2 separate regions of the Mus musculus genome follow, and region 1 is linked to region 2. Evidence: chromatin contacts called from public HiCAR-type data. All regions are on one chromosome and are shown on one strand. The core of a region is the stretch at or near the end of the contact, and the rest is flanking DNA. Distances in the headings are between cores, read along the strand shown.

Region 1 (3,034 bases), core at 393-2,892, 280 kb after region 2:
GTTCCATTAAAACCGAGTTGACACCCTTAGTCACAAAGGAACCCTCTAGTCTGTTGGATGCTCAATCAAGATCCATTATCACCACTCTGTCTCACATTTAAAAGTAGGGGGCTAGAGAGAAGGCGGCTTGGAGCGTAGCAGTTGAAAGCATGAACTGCTTCTCCAGAGAACCAGAGTTCAGATCCCAACACCCAGTCGGTGACTCAGCACCACCCGTAGCTCCAGCTCCCACAGATCAAACACCCCTGGCTTCCCTGTACACCTGCACTCATGTACGCAGTCGTGCATGCACACAGTCAGGAAAAGAATAAAAATTATAATCTTTTGAAAGTAATACAAGTTAGTTACAAGTAATTCAAGAAGATAAAAGAATACGATATAAAATGTGAGACAGACTCTAGGCCCAGTTACCTGTCAACCCAGTCTGAGGGTTGTACATGGATGGATACAGTATTTGTATACAATTAGGACATTTTCTTACAGCAGTCAGCATTTGAGGATATGTCTTAGTTTTTGTTCTTTTTAGTAAAGATGACTCATTAGCATTAGTAGAATTATTGGGGGAGTAACTAACACTGAGGCCTTCCCATTTAAATTTAAATCCCAGAGCTAGTGTCTATGAGATCACTGGAACGCTTGTGTACCAAAGTACTGGTGATGTGTATCTGCCATGCAGGTTTCACTGGGTAACCTATAGCTTATTCACGTACAGCTGTTATTTCACTGTGTGTGATTGGTTGCCTGGTGGTTGTTGCTTATTTAAGAGGGACATTTCATGGATGGAATGTCCCTCTTAAATAAGCAACAACCTGGGAAAGTGGCAGCATTCTTTGTACACTGATGAACTAGGTAAGGTCAGGCCACCTCCGCTGGACGCCCAGGACTTCATTACCTGGCTCAGTTGGAAAGCAAGCAGTCTGAACAGAGACTTAGTTGGTAGGGCTAAGACCTTGAGTCTATGACAGTTCCAGCCTGAAGCCTACAGTGGGTCCTTACCTGGAGTTGTGTGGGTAATATTAATTGCATTTTTGTAAATGAATACTTGCATTGGTGGGAAATTTGCAATGCAAACAGACAGCCTTTTCAGACGAGGCTTATTGTAATTAGAGCAAGCTTTTAAGATTCTTTGAAGTACTGAATGTTTATGAAATTCAAATGGGGGTGTGCAGTCTGCACAATAAAGGGTCCCGGTGGTGTTTTTAAAAATCGTCTATTTTGTGGATGTAAATATATGCCATAATTAGTGGGAAGTAAGTTGAAGAGCTAGGCTGGCTGAGTTTATTCCTGTTATTCTTATTTAAAACAGCTGTGGCCTCTGCTTCAGTGGTGTTGTGTCAGGGCACACAGACTCCAGTGAATGGCTGCACTCAGGGGCCCACTTCCCTGCTGGCAGCCCCTTCCTTCCCTGTCCCCATAGGCAGGCTGTCTAACTGGAGCGGTGTCCAGCACAACGCAGGCCTCCCCTGCCCAGACCCCTGAATCCTGTGGGGTGGGCATGCAAATGAAGCAGTGTGGGAGGGCTCTGGGGCTGCCAGCTCTCTCCAAACCTACCCCCTCGCTCCCTAGTTAAGCTCAGTCTCTCAGGGCCCCTTTGCCCTGTGCAGAGCAATTGTCCTTTGGCGCCTGTGGGAGCAGCTGCAAAGCCCGCAAGGCGTGCCCTGCCTGGCCTAGCCTCACCATGTGGCAGGCCTGGACAGCCGCCCACAGCAAGGCCCAGCTCCTGGTGCCGCCTGCCAAGCAGCCAGATGCTGCCATTGGGAAAAAATTGCTTCACAATTTGAAATCTTGGTCCTTTGATCATGGCTCAGAGAGGATGCAGAGGGGAGATTCAAAGTGGTGGTTTGAAAACGGCCCATCCATCAGTTCCCATTACACTGGCTCTTGTCAAGGACAGTCCTGGATGGTTTTCATTTCTATAACCTCATAATTCCTGCCCAGCCCTCTGCACACTCAAAAATGAAGGGAGATAAGTTGGAAGGGTATGTCCACAGGCTGCCCCTGCCCCTTTATGTCTTTACCTTAGGGGTTCTCTCCTTACTCACCCAGCAAGCTTTGCCTTGTTAGCCTGTGACACCGCCAAGTGTCCTTTCTATGTGGGCTGTCAGCTCCCTTGTAGCCAGTTCTCCAGAGGCCACAGGGTTTGCAGGGACAGTTTCTCTGTCCTTGGCCCTTTGCCCTGTCCCCTCTTCAGGGTCTGGATCCCACACACCTAGACCAGGCTTCATTTTAAAGATTTTTTTTTTCTCCCTACCCAAGACAGGGTTTCTCAGTGTAACAGTCTGACTGTCCTGGAACTCTCTTTGTAAACCAGGCTGGCCTTGAACTCACAGAGATCCACTTGCCTCTGCCTCCCAGGAGCTGGGATTAAAGGCATGGACTACCACACTGGACTGATAATTGCATTTTTCATGTTTGCCCCAAAGCACAGGTCTCCCCCCCAACCCCTAATCCATGAAATTGAACAGTGAACCATAGCTTTGAATAAATAGGTATATTGAATAAGAGGACAATGAGGAGAAGCCATGCCTTAAGTGTCTCATGTAGCAAAGGCTGGCTTTGAACTCCTGATCCTCTTGCTTTTGCATCCCATGTGTAGATTATAGGCATGTGCCAACATTCCTGGTTTATGAAGGCAAAAGACTAAACCTAAATCCTCATGCATAGTAGTCGAGCACTCTCCCGACTGGGTTACATCCCCAGCCCCAGCGGTATATTTTTGTTGGTATATTTTTGTTTGTTTGACCTGCCTTTGACACCTGCCTCTGCCCCTACCCTGCTTTCCAGAACTTGCCTACAAACAGATCTTGGAGCCTTTAATCCACTCAGCGTGTTAGTAACTTCTTTTTTGTTGGTTTCTGGAGGAAATTCCATAATGTGTCTCTGCTCATGACTTGTGGAGAGTGGTGGGTTTGTATCTGTCTGAGTAGTTACACCTTATATGCCAGATGTGTCATGGAACTCACAAACCAGGGAAGCATCCTGCTTTGTTTACCTGGGAAAAAGCCAGCCTGCTATTTGCACCCATGTGGACTGA
Region 2 (2,860 bases), core at 231-2,730:
TTATTCTCTCTCATTTACTCAGCACACATAATGTATTTTGCACTTTCAAAATGTATGCAGCTCTGTCAAGATTCAGGATCATTTTTCTGCTTAGCAGACAGAAAAGGGAGTCTCAGGGAGGGGTAATTTGCCCACAACTTCTTAGTGTCCAGCCAAGAACAAACTATTAGGTCTCTCTGTTTGGAGCCCACCACCTTTGCGTGAGTCACATGCTCTGTGTCTCTTGAGTCACCAAATGTTCCACATTACAATAAAAGACTCATTGTGAAGCCAATACATGGGTATATAGGTCTCAGAAGTTATTATCCATAAATAGTTTTTGCCCATTTCTTTGTCTGTTTCATTTCATCCAGTGGAGACTGCCCTTCCCCTACCAAGAGACACAGAGCTGGTGAATGGCTCATCTTCTACGGGCCCTTGGCTTCATGGTTAATTCCCTACAAATAATTCAAGGATGAATATGTCTCTGGTCTCCTTTTTAGACCTTTATTCCCAATCAAGAAAAGGGGTGGGACCATTCCTCTCTCTTGAATTCATGTATTTGCACATGTGTGTACACCCATGTGTACATGCACATGCATGTGCCTGTGGAGGCCAGAAATCAACCCTCCATGCCATTCTTTAGGTGTGGTCTACTTTATTTTTGAGACAGAGGCCCTTGTTGTCCTGAAGCTCACCCATTATGCCAGGTTGGCTGGCCAGCTCCCATCTGTGTCACATTAGCCCTGAGATTATGGGCGTGTGCCACCATACCTGATTTTGTTTCCACACGGTCCTGGGGTATCCAGGTCCCATACTTGTCTGACAAGCACTTTAACCAAGTGAGCCATCCCCCTGGTTCTCCCTTGGTGGTTTTGGGAATGAATTTTCCTCATGTCGGGATCTCCGATGAGTCATTTCCCGGATCCTACCATATGACTACTTTGAGCATCTCGAATCACACCTTTGCCACAAGCATCGCCTCCGTGCCTCAGGAAGTGACTTCAGGAACATCCAGGCCTGTGGAGCTGCTTCAGGGTCAGCAGAAGAGTCTAAAACACCACAGGCAAAAATGGAAGACATTGTCAGCCAGGTTGTCCTTGATCTTCCAGGCCTGTCGGGTTCCTGGGGGTAATTCTAGTCAGAAGCCATTTACCACTCTGGGTTGGAAATCCTTTCTACCCTGAGAGCATACCTTCTGTACCTTCTTGTCGGCCCATCAAGAGGTGGGGACAATGAGTCCCCCATCCTTCACAAGAAACCCATTTTAAAGTCTTTACGCCACAGATCTCAGTGTCCTGGGGTATATCTAGGATCCTGAGACCCCTGGAGCACTTGAGTTTATTCATATTGAATGTGTGCCTTAGGGGAAAAGCACTTGAGTTTATTCATATTGAATGTTTGCCTTAGGAAAAAAAAAATTGCTCTAGGTTCCAGAAAATCTGTCCAACTATCTCCCACTGGGCTCCGGGATTCCTAAGATCTTCAGAAGTTGGGCCCAGGATCAACACAAACCCAGCTTCTGCTGCGTTTCCACACATTTCCACATATCCTGTCTGCCTAGCTCCCCGCTCTCCCACTTGTCTTTTCAGAGACAGTCTCATGTAGTCCAGGCTACCTGGAACTTACTCACTGTGTAGCCAAGGGCCCTCTTAAACTTCTGGTGCCCTTGCCTCCTTGTAGGAGGATCACAAACATACACAGTTTATATCGCCTCACGCAGCCTGGGCAAGCATTCTACCAGCAGCTAGCCTGTTTCCTCACCTTTACTCAGCTTGGAGTTCTCACCCCGAGCTCTCTCCTTGGGCTCTAACTGGAGGCTTTCGTTGCTTATGGCCATCTTATAGCATAGGGCAGACAAGCAGAGGACATATTCTTCAGACTAAAGCCAAGTTCAAATTCTGAGACTTTGGTTTACCAGTGGCTCATCCTAAGGAGTCAGTCTTTCTGAGCTCAGTTTCCCCTCATCTTCCCCACCTCCTAGTGGTAATGGTAAAATACAGAAGGTCTGTGGTAAAGGGAGCAAAAAGGTCCAGCTCAGCCTTGATGCGGTGGTCACGTCCCACAGCCCAACTAAACAGACTCCCTTGGTGCTTAGCACAGCTTTCTTAATTAACTTGAAATAAATCTTTGCCAGCTTCCTCGGCTGCCTGGAAGGAATTTCCCCTATGGTCCTGTTTTAGTAAAGAAAGAAGTCAGAAAACTGAACGGTCAGTAGTCAGCAGGTACTGAAGAGAGCTATGAAGTAAGCCGGATGCATCCGGCTTACTTCATAGCTCTTGGCTCTGTCTGGAGTAGAGGAAAACCTGGAATTACTGTAAGTTCATCATAGCAGCTGGTCCAAGCAAAACCCGCCAGACTTGCTTAGAGGCCAGCTCTGGATTGCAGCGATAGCTGTGGCCTTCTGAGAGGCAAGAAGAAATTATTTATCTAACTTTTTTTTTTCTCAGTCCCAACCAAGAATTTTCTTTGGCTCAGAACAATGTTAAGGGCCGGTTCTCATTTGCACGGAACTCATGTGAGGATATGAATCTCTGACAGTGTTTGGAGACTTCTTAGAAAGACAAGCACTTTTCTTTCCACGGGTGCCTGTCTCATGATTCAGGAATAATTATTCATCCAGGAAAGCTAATCCTCGGGTCTCATTTGTGCTTGGATTGTGCCAGAACTGCCCATATAAGCACACTGTAATTTTCCACCGCATGCCGTCTGGGCATCACGAAGAGAGCCACCAAAGGCCATTTACCCTCCTTCCAAATTGGCAGTCTTTGTCTACTTGAACCCATGTTAACCAATGTGGCACATTTTAATGCATCTCACTGTGTCAAGCTGTGGCAGCAAATTAGAGTGCAGATCTTAGCAGCTGCTTCTAGAGCGGCTG

Evidence for each region. HiCAR-type assays count read pairs that join an accessible place to other places.
Region 1: a HiCAR-type map of astrocytes shows a contact between it and region 2, with 2.1 times the contacts expected there. The contact joins two enhancer-like sites. A contact is called at or near these places in 5 of 484 Hi-C or Micro-C datasets (the AML12 cell line, the AtT-20 cell line, embryonic stem cells and 2 more) and 3 of 115 datasets of contacts at active chromatin or transcription factors (astrocytes, embryonic basal ganglia and heart atrium).

The regions. Positions count from the first base shown.
Region 1 is chr7:112,882,444-112,885,477 of GRCm38.p6, forward strand. All of the region lies in intron 10 of Tead1 (TEA domain family member 1), which reads left to right. Among named protein-coding and RNA genes, the nearest start is that of Rassf10, 70 kb to the right of the region's middle. Within about 2 kb of position 1,643, at least 111 of the 459 cell types and tissues checked have an H3K27ac peak or open chromatin away from gene starts, as enhancers often do. A contact at or near this core is called in astrocytes, where this site is marked.
Region 2 is chr7:112,601,656-112,604,515 of GRCm38.p6, forward strand. No RefSeq gene overlaps it. Among named protein-coding and RNA genes, the nearest start is that of Gm24154, 15 kb to the right of the region's middle. Within about 2 kb of position 1,481, at least 54 of the 459 cell types and tissues checked have an H3K27ac peak or open chromatin away from gene starts, as enhancers often do. A contact at or near this core is called in astrocytes, where this site is marked.